2 separate regions of the Drosophila melanogaster genome follow, and region 2 is linked to region 1. The links are chromatin contacts, called in public Hi-C maps. All regions are on one chromosome and are shown on one strand. Each heading gives the region's core, a stretch centred on a gene start, on an enhancer-like site or on the middle of the called end of the contact. The rest is flanking DNA. Distances are from core to core; before and after follow the strand shown.

The links. Hi-C and Micro-C count contacts between places; a contact is called where the count stands out from the background.
Region 2: a Hi-C map of the Kc167 cell line shows a contact between it and region 1, with 2.2 times the contacts expected there. The contact joins the promoter of lncRNA:CR43853 here to the promoter of Cog8 in region 1. A contact is called at or near these places in 3 of 107 Hi-C or Micro-C datasets (the Kc167 cell line, the S2 cell line and embryo).

What each region holds. Positions count from the first base shown.
Region 1 is chr2L:11,496,474-11,501,669 of dm6, reverse strand. Cog8 (Component of oligomeric golgi complex 8) reads left to right here and starts at 2,722. Exons shown (of 5, transcript NM_135659.3): 1 at 2,722-2,860; 2 at 2,931-3,403; 3 at 3,462-3,675; 4 at 3,759-3,940; 5 at 3,999-4,866. The coding sequence starts at 2,788. The coding sequence ends at 4,769.
Region 2 is chr2L:15,117,117-15,122,312 of dm6, reverse strand. It overlaps lncRNA:CR43853 (long non-coding RNA:CR43853), which reads right to left and starts at 2,530. Exons shown (of 2, transcript NR_073777.1): 1 at 2,484-2,530; 2 at 1,494-2,433. stc (shuttle craft) reads right to left here. Exons shown (of 5, transcript NM_057251.4): 4 at 4,822-5,173; 5 at 4,244-4,759. The coding sequence ends at 4,658.

The DNA.
Region 1 (5,196 bases), core at 1,473-3,972:
GCCTCTCTCTTTCTCTTCCACCGCCGCGCACCCAGCTCCAATGCACTGCAAGAAATTGGTGGTGCTTCTATGGAAGTTAAGCGCACCCATACGCAAAACATTCAAATTCTTGAACTACATGTTGTAAATCTAGAGTTGCGAAACTGTGCACTTTGTCAATCTCTGGATACCAACTTTTTTTTAACAACTATACATTATTAAATAATAAATATATGTTTTCTTATTTAACGTATATTGAGCATAATGCGCTCAACACCTTTGTTATTGATTCTATTTTTGTTTTAGAAATTGAATTTAATGTGCATTAATTTTTCATTATAAGAACAACACAAGTATAAGCACTATTCAACTAAATTTGAATATAATATTTGATTAACTTATAATCTCAAAAGCCAAAAAAAATCAGTTTTAAACATACATTTTGATGGATTCCCTGAAATAGAAGAGATTAAGAGACTTTTTGGAAAGTAATAAGAATCTAGAGAACTTAACTTAATGAAACTAAAGTTACTTAAAATTAAAGTCCTACAAAGCTAATACTAACTATTTTAGCTGTTACTTCCATTTTTCTTCCGAGTGGAGAGAAAATCGAGTGACGAAGTGAGAGAGCAACGTTGCGATTGAGCAGCGAAAACGCTTCTTATTTTTACTGTGCGGCTTGCTTTTGTTTTTGTTTTTGCCTTTTGGTTTGCTTTTGCAGGAAAACTTTTTCTTATTTATTATTCGTCGACAAACGCTGAAAAACGACCCAGCGCAAAAAAAAAACTAAAAAAAAAAAAAATTAAAAACACGGGAGTACATCGACAAGAAAAAGCGCCACACGCAACGAGGAGTCTTCGGAAGACAGTCTTCGGTTCTCGTGGTGCCTCCACCGCTCCAATGCTCCACCGTTCCAATGTTCCGAAGCGGAGAGTGCGTCTTAGTAGGTCAGTGGTGGACCCGAGCATTTGTTGTTGCCTGGGCTTTGTTTTGATTCATTTGCGGCCGCTGGTGTTGCAAGTGTTGTTGCTGCTGCTGTTGCTGCTGGCGAGGATTAGACGCCTCGTCGAGAACAGAGAGCTTGTTTTGGCGCGCATCTTCGGGACTTGATTGCGGGAACTGCACTTAGCGAGGGCTGACTGTGTAATGTAATAAATAAATATAAATAAATACCATAAGCCATCGAACAATATATATATATGTTATATTTTCTTACGTTAATGTTTTTTTCATTTTATATACATATTTTTATTTTATTTGTTTGTTTTTTTTTTAAATTATTTTATAGTGATATAAATTTATACTATACTATGTAAATGCATTTAATTACTAATTTTAGTATCTATAAGGCGGTGCATAGCAACTTTCGATACTGTTTAAACCACCTCCGCTGACAGCAAAACAAAAAACTGTTGAAAGCGGTCTGCTGTCCAGTCTAACCGCGGTTTAATTATCGTTGTGTGTTTATTATGTCCTCGCCCGCCCCCCTAGTCTGCCCACCGCCCACTATCCACCTCTATGTCTCTCCCGCCCGTCAGCTCCGCCCACGAGACGCCGCACGAACAATATTGTAACCGCTCCTCATCGTCCGTTTTTTATTGGCCACGAAAACTCCCATTGAGTAAGAGTTGCGCCACCAGGTGGTGCGGTGGGTGGTGGGGCGGTGCGGATTGCTTGGCGGATGTAGCTAAGGTCCAGCAGTGGAGTGGGTGGTCGCTGATGGATTTTCCTGCCTTTTTCCGCTCCCTTTTCTGACCGCAAAAAAAAAACTGGTTTTCCCCCAAACAATTGCCAAATAATTGCTATTGCGAAATATTGTGCAAAAGCGGCTGGCTCCACAGCATTCATAAGAAAAGTGCCTAAGTTTGCAATAATGTTGTATCTTACGGTTAAGTTAAAATATCTATGATATAGCCCATGCTAAATCATATCATTTTGTGTGAGTGACACCCGAAATAAAGGAATCGTATCAGCTAAGTGCCATCGATATTTGGGTCAGAGCAAGTGAAAGTGCAAAAATAATAACTGTGGCTGCGGTTGCGCCTGAGAAGCAGGTTCACTTCACTCCAGTTGAGCGCTTTAATCGGAGGTCTGGGCCAGGAAAGTAAAGTGCGTATCGAAACTATAAGACCAATGAATGAATGATTCGAATGTTATAATCTAATCCATTAATATAGCTATTTCAATCTTATTCATAGGGAAAAAGAAATCGCGTTTCTTAGCAACCTTTCATCGTTACTTAAATTGTACTAAATAGCTTCATTGTTCCCTAACAATTAACTTTCATTTAATGGCATTGTATTTTAAGGGACTGATTCTTTAAATTATATAACAATTAAAACTTTTAATGCCATGTAAAAAAATTGTACTTTGTGCAGCCCTGAGTTTTAAAGATGTATAGATTTAATGTAAATATATATATTTAAATTTAACAATTAAAATATATTTTAAAACAAAAATCATATAGCTAAATGTTTGAAAAGACGTTAGGCGAGTTTCATATTGGTCAGCTTCTGTCAGACTTCATGATTGAATTTTTAACACTACTTTTCTCATATGTGACTTTATCGCAACCATTCCAGAGTAAGCTTAATTTTTAAAATGCGTTCTATAGAAAGCTTTTTCGGATTGTATTGATCTTAGAATCTAGAAAGGTGCCTAAAATGGTTTTAAATAGCAATAAAAGAAAATATTCGCGGCAATCTGGCAGTACTGGCTACCGTCGATCTGGTAGCACGAACCGCACGAATCAGCTGTTTTTCACAGACGTCAACAAATTGGATAATTTTTGATTTATAATTGAAAACAATGGACTTTCCGGACAAAATGGATTTGGAGAACGAGAGGGTACTGAAGCTGATATTCCCCGACGGTGTGCCAGGTGAGTGCATCATTTAAAGCCGCCGGAATGGGCAGATAACTTATGTTTCGTGTTCCAAACGCATCATCAGACAATCTGCGTGGCAATCCGGAGCTGGATAACTACCTCGCCAAACTGGGTACCTGCAAGGTGGAGCAGCTGAAGAAGGAGCAGACGCGACTGGCGGAAGAGGCGCGCACCATTCTGGAGCAGACACAGGATCTGGCCATCTCCAACTACAGAACTTTCATCACCACCGCGGAGAACTCGCGTTCGATTTTCAGCGAGTTCCTGCGATCGGAGCAGCAGCTGGACACACTGGTGTCCAAGCTTCCCGACCTCAGTGTCCAGTGCGAACGCTTCCTGCAGGACTCCGCCGAGCTGAATGAGCAACGGCGACTGAATTCCATTACCCTGCAAAAGAACGCCCAGTTGCTGGAAGTTCTCGAACTGCCGCAACTCATGGAGCGCTGTATTCGCGAGGGCCGCTACGAGGAGGCTCTGGAACTGGCCGCCTACGCCACCCGCTTGGGCCAGCACCAGGGACACATTCCCGTGGTCACAGTGCGTTATCATTGAGTTTGATTTTCTTCATTCTCCTTTATTAAGCGAATACTTTCAGAGCATTGTGCGCTCCGTGGAAGCCCTGTGGCACAACATGCTGGTGCAGCTGGTTGCACAACTGCGGACGGATCTCCAGCTACCCAAGTGCCTGCAAATCGTGGGCTATCTTCGACGGATGCAGGCATTCGGTGACAACGAACTGCGATTGAAGTTTCTGCAGGCAAGGGACGCGTGGTTAACTTCTTGCCTGGAGGCCATACCCACTGCAGATGGTTAGTGTGAAGCTCAAAGAAGTAGCAAAAGGCGCTTCGGACCACAGCAATGAAACTAACAATTTTCATCTTGCTCTTTACAGCCCAGCAGCATCTATCGAAAACCATCGAGATTACTCGCATAAATCTGTTCAATATAATCACCCAGTATCGCGCAATTTTCCCGGAAGACGAGGGCACTCTAAAGACTCAGAGTTCTTTAAGACCGCTGCAGGGCGTCAGCTGCAACGGTGACAGACTTTTTCAGGCCTGGCTGCACAATAAGGTTGCTACTGCTTGACTGGTTTATTTCTTTGCATACTACTTTCTGTCTGTTTCTTCAGATCAGCGACTTTCTGCAGACTCTGGAACGTGATCTACAGCTAGGAGTTGGCTCCGTCGAAACAGTGCTTGGGCAGTGCATGTACTTTGGGCTGTCGTTTAGCCGTGTCGGCGCTGATTTTCGTGCCCTTATGGCTCCAATTTTCGTGGGCGTGATCCGCCGTCGCTTTGAGAGCAGCGTGGAACAGGTCGACGAGCAGTTCGAGCGGGAACTGGAGAGATTCACCTTGATCAACAAGGTGGCGCTGCACTCTCACGCCCGCAAGCAGGTTGATCCCGAGCAGGAGTCCTACGCGCCGCCCGAAGCTCTATTGGATTTCTATCCCCTGGCCGCTTTGTGCAATGGCTATCTGAGCGCGTTGAACGAGCTGCGTCTGTGTGCTCCCTTGGCCTTGGCCACCGATGTTACCCGCTGTCTGCAGCACTCCCTGCAACAGGCTGCTCAGCGTGTGCTTGCCTTTTATCGGCAAGAGCAGCAGGCCTTCGCCGGCAGCGAACGAGAGGCATTTGTTCGGCTCTGCTCATGTCTGGCCTACGACCTGGTACCCTATATTCAGAGGTGCATCCATGGAGTCTTCCCCCCGCAGTCGCTAACCGTTCACTTGGGCATTAGCTTGCTTCAGCTGGAGCAACAGCAGCTCACCTACTTGCAGCAGACTCGCATTCTTGAGCCCTTGAAGCACTTACTGCCGACCAAGGCACTGGTGCAGCCCCAGGATAAAGTGATGGAGGCTAAGCCAAGCGCTGGGGTGCCTGTCACTGCCGAGGGATAAAGCAGTCCAACGCAATATTAGTTGTTAAATATATTCCAATATTTATAAATATACCTACCCTTAAAGGCATAAAGTTTAATTATACTATAAACTTTTGAAAAACGCAAGGAACTTCATTTAATATGTTTCAATACATAATCTTAATTAGAATCGAACTTAATGTATGGTTTACCATAATGCTTCAGCTTACCTGATGCGGTATAGTTACCTGCATAATAACAAATCCCCAAACCATTTATTGATAGACACCCAAAACAGCCTATTTAGCAAAAGGATGCGCGGTTCTTCCACTAAATCGTTTTCCTAATTTTACAACTTTTCCGGCGAATAAATTCGCGAATGGTTTTCGAGTGGCGGTGGCCTTTGTTCCGCCTGTGCGCTGACCCACTGGGGAGCCCCATTTTACTGCGGGTCGCGAGAGTGTAAT
Region 2 (5,196 bases), core at 1,281-3,780, 3.6 Mb before region 1:
CCTTGGTAGGCACTCCACTCGACTACACTCCGTTCCACAGCCTGAGTTTTTCTCGCCGCTCATTTTCCTTATTGCCAGTGAAATGCAATAAAAATTGTTTTCCCATAGACGCTGGTGACGGCGGCTAAGCAAATGTTGTTGGAAATGAGCTATAAAAACGGGAAATTGTATTTTACAGTAAATTTCTGCAACACACAAACTAGCTAGCTAGCTAGCGAACAGGCTAGACCTGTCGTTCTGTCCTGTAAAACCAACCAAAAAAAAAAAAAACCACCTACCCACCTACCCCGCATCCACCACCCACATCCTGTGACCTTCGGCCCCCCACTAGCCATGTCGACGCTTTCCATGCTGCTGTCGCAGATAATCCGCTGCTGAGTTGGCTTGTCTTGACTTGGCTTGACATTGGCTTTGGGTCGTCGTACCGCTCCGCTTCCATTTTATGAGGTTCGAATCGGGTCTGAACGAAGCCCGAGCCCCGCTCCACCACCACCCCCCTTATCTAACGTGGCTTTATAAGCTGCCAATATTAAAATGATGACAAGTTTATGGCAAAAAGGCAAAGGCTTCGTCGGGTGAGGAGGCGGCGGAATATTGGAGGAAAAAAAGGAAATGCAATTCATGGAAAGCTGATGTCTCGTGGCTTTATTTATAAGCAACCCATTGCGAACCACCCACACACAGCCTTGAATGAATGAGAATTATAAAATTCCATGCCCTTTCGCTAAATCTGATCAAGGATACACGAATAACTCGGTGACATTTGAAAATGGTAAAAAAGTTAGTTCGAGGAACTAACAAAAATTAAATGTTTTAAATTTATAACAAAACTCAGCATTGTAAGAGAGTACCTAAAAAATAACAGAAATCGTTTTTGGTGACCCACCAAACTATCTGCTGCTCCTTGAAAAATATACGTACTTCGTATTTGGTTCATTTCCAAGTTCTCTCATTGCATCTCGAGTGCAACAAGGATGTCTGCGGGAAAAAAGAACGAATTACATAAATAACTGCGCTGTGTTTGTGCCATTTTGGTCGCCACATTTGAATAAAATATGAATAAAAACCGAAATGCATTTAGTTGGATGGCGGAAGGGAGTCTAAGGTGGGGTTACAGCGACAGATAGATGGTGGGTTGCCGCCGGGTTTTGGCCCTTGCAGCACCCATTCTCCAGTTACTCACAAGTGGCTCGACCAGTTTGTCACCTTTTCGCTATAGAAATGGTCTCATAGAAAGACGAGACTAGTCCTTGCAGCGCGCATGCACTGAAAATAATACATAGTTGGTTCCCTTATATTCTATATGGATTAAATGGAACATTTTTAAATGAACTTCTTAATTCCATGAAGAATTTCAATGTTTTTCATTTGATTTTATAACTCTTGCGATTGGTTCTATAAAAATTGTTCTTTAACTGAACTCTTAAGCATTAAGCATTTAGCTTATAAATTTAAAATAAATTTTAGTTATGAATGTCAATTTCAATTTTTTTCAGTCTCTGCGATTACCTCGATATTCCCCTGGAGCTCCATCTTTCCATGTAGATACGATAATATTTGCATTCAGTCGGGCCTCCTTTCCTCAAACTCCCGCCCCCCCTATTACCATTCCAGTTGCAGTCTATTTCCTTTTTTTTTATTTCGCTGTCAAAACGTCAGCAATGTCGTCCTCTTACTCTCGTCCTGGGCCTCGACCTCATCCCGATTCCGCCCAGTCCAGGCCGTAGTCCTGTTCCTGGTCTTAGTACCCGTCTGGAAATCGTTCCGGAGCGCAGCGTTCGCCTGGCTTAATTTTGGCTAGGGAAAAGTGCATAAAAAATCTGCGGCGAATTTGCAATTTGAATTCGACTCTCCGAACCCGTCGTCTGTGACCCTTTCCTGCTCCTCGCTCCTTGCTCCTAACTCCTGCCCTTTTGCATAGGTATGGACCTATGTATGTGCGCTTGTGTGCCTGTGTCTCTTTTATTGAGCCCAGGACATGGTCGTCGTCGTCGTCGTCGTCGTTTCGGCTTGGAGGCCATTTTCTTCAGCATTTGCCGCTCGTGGAAGCCGCCGCTTGTCGAGTAGTCTTGGCAGGCAGTCAGGCGGCTATTTAGGAAGTAATTTTCGCGCTTTCATCGCAACTTTTTCTGTGTCTGTCTGCAGATCTTTTTGGGCACGTTATTTGTGCTCCTTGATGCTGGTGGTGCTGCTCCTTTAATGCATTTTTAAAAATGCCAAAATGCGCAAATTGAAAGCAACGCGCCGTCTACCCAAACCAACAGCTCAGCGTCACTCGGCACCCATCTTTTGCACTAGTCCCTCTTCCGATTCTGTGGTCGTCTGCTTTTCGCTTGGGTCACGTCCTCGCAGGACGTAGGACATTCTTTTGGAGCGATGTGAGAGGTGGGGAGCTGGAGTATACTGGGCCACACGCAGGCATAATTTCAGCCACTGCACTCAGACTTAATGAATATTTTAAGGACAGCTTTCATATTACATACCACTGCATATGTTATATGTGTTATATAAGATAGATGTATGATAAGCTCGCCCAGGACAAATGTCACAAATGAACGTCAAATGCTTGTCAAGTTACTATTTTTGGGCAACAGAAAATGTCAAAGTTCCTACTGGAGTGCCTTAATTTGAGGTAACTGTTTTGGAAACCTGGCAGTTATGTAAATAAATTGATGTCTGTATATTGAAATATATCAATTTTTAACAGCATATTTCCGTGTAAACTACTAATCCAATGCATACTTAAGCCCAAACAAGTAGCTATAAATTTAAAATGATTTAAAAAACCTAATTGAATAGACTTTGCGCATTTGTGACATATTAAAGCGGTTTCATTAATTAATTGGTGCTATACAAGCACTCGAAATTGGCAGTAAATAATAGCACATAAGCCCATATTTTCACACACCATCAAAGTTAGCTTACGAATATCATTTAAATCCACACTTATCTAACCGCAAAAAGTAATTTCAAACAATTAAAATTCGGTGTTGGTTTTAAATTATATATGATAAATAAATACTTGCATTCATTTTGAAATTGTTGGAATGTTGAATGGCTCAAGTATCGTTCGATAATAGCATATGCCCGCACATTTGCCATTCCAGTTTTATTCAACAATATGTTTTTTTTTTTGGTTTTTTAATTTTTTCTCTTGCCATAACACATAATTAAAATTACGCACACACTTTATACACATAAAATCCAACCTACACTCCCACGCACATGCAGCGGTTACAATTGACCCAAAATGAACTCTTTCCCCTGCAATCTCGCCGGTTTTTGGAGCAATAATCCCCCTGCCCACAGATGCCAACCACAATTTAATCTCCCTGGAATTATTTTCCCCAGCCCATCTAAAGAGGCAGTTTCTCCTTGAAAGCGTTCTTTCTTTCTGTTTCGTTCATTCTCGGCCCTCCTTGACGTGGGGGATTGCCTTGTATTTGTTAATAAACTCCCTGGCAGACTAAATTCAAATTACGCACACATCTTGAGATGATTGGGGGTGGTGGCTGGTGGGTGGATGGCATTTGGTGGGTTGCTGGCAGCCATTTCGCTTATAGGCTGCTCATTATGTCAGGTCTATATTCATATACGACTTGCGTTCTGCCTCTGGATCCGGCCCAAGCCCCGCATCCATTGCGTTCCGGCGGAGTGCGTGAGTTGGCCTCATCCGGGGCTCTCATCCCTCGCCGCTCTGACTTGTCGTAACATTTCATCTTTATTTTGGCATTATTCCCCAGGCGCCGCTTATTGTTTTTCGTGAAAATGGCAACGGCAATGGCAACAAATTAGAGGCCTGTGCCCATAGCCCGAAACGAGATGGCAACGAGTTCGGCTTGTGGGCAGTCCGGGGGATGTTTGCTAGTTTCCTCGACTACCAGGATGGATCAGCAGGTGGAATATCCCTTGAGCACCTCCACTTGGGTTGTTTTCATTTCCGCGCCACTTTAATTATCTAATGGTGAAGCATGACGTCCTATATATTTATATTTTAAATTTGAAATTATTTCTGTTCTAAGCGAAGTAAATTCCAAAATTACTTCAGTTTGAAACAAGCGACCGTTAAATAACAACGACTTACAGCACTGAATACTGACCACTGTTGAAAGCTAATTGCTGCAACATACAAGACATTGTGTTCCATCGCGACATAAATTTGAAATTAAGTTTATAAGACCTTTTATCCATAATTTCTCCCATGAAATAAATTAATTAAAACAAAAAACACAATAATTGCCCTCTGCTCTATTTACTCATTTATTTATCCTTCTCATCTATCGCTTTCCTTTGTATTTAGATGCAACGTGGCCAGAAGGTTTCGCTTTTGGATAAATTCATCGTACAACAGATTGGTTAACATGATTCTTCACATTTGTGCCTGCTTATCCAGTTCACTCCATATTCAAGTATTCAACATTTAGCATTCTAGGGTTCAACTAACATTTGTTATAATTTACAAAATATACGTGGTAACGGCAATTATCCTTCTGTATTGTCCTCGCAGCGCATCCACAAAATTTTCCTCATTTAGGTTCAATCAATAAGTCTTCCACATCCAGGCTTCCATTTGCATTATCTATCCATTTTTAACTATTATTTTCCAGCGCCAACGATTTAATATATTTAATATCTCTGTATACCACACGGATTTGATCTACTTCTTCAATCCCCAAGCATTGTTACTGGGCACCGGGACACGGCGTTGTCCGGACTCACGAGCCAGCACTTCCATGATGCTCGTGGCGGGGAACCAGCACTGCAAATAGTTAAGCCAAATAAGTACGCGATTCAGTTGGTGTTTTACAAAGTTGAACTCACCCTATCCTTATGGGCCGTGGCAACAACATTGCGATTTGGCTCCTTGTCATAGGAAACCGATTCAATCCCAAATACCTCGCACAACTCGTGCACCAGCTGCCTCTTTTCGCGGTTCATGGTGGGGAAAGAGTGGCTCCTCGACCGTTGCTTGCTTTCCTTGGCCAACTTTACCAGGTCGGTCAACGTCTCGTAAACGCTCTTGGTCAGCGCTGGGTTCTTCTTTGCGAAGCCACGAACAAACTCCGAGTACTTGGTTAGACACTTTTGCTTTGTATCGGAATTTCCAGAAGACAGGGCCGCGGCAAGACGACGATTCCTCTCCAGTAGACGACATTCGTCGTTGCAATCCAAACTAAAGACAAAATGTTACGTATA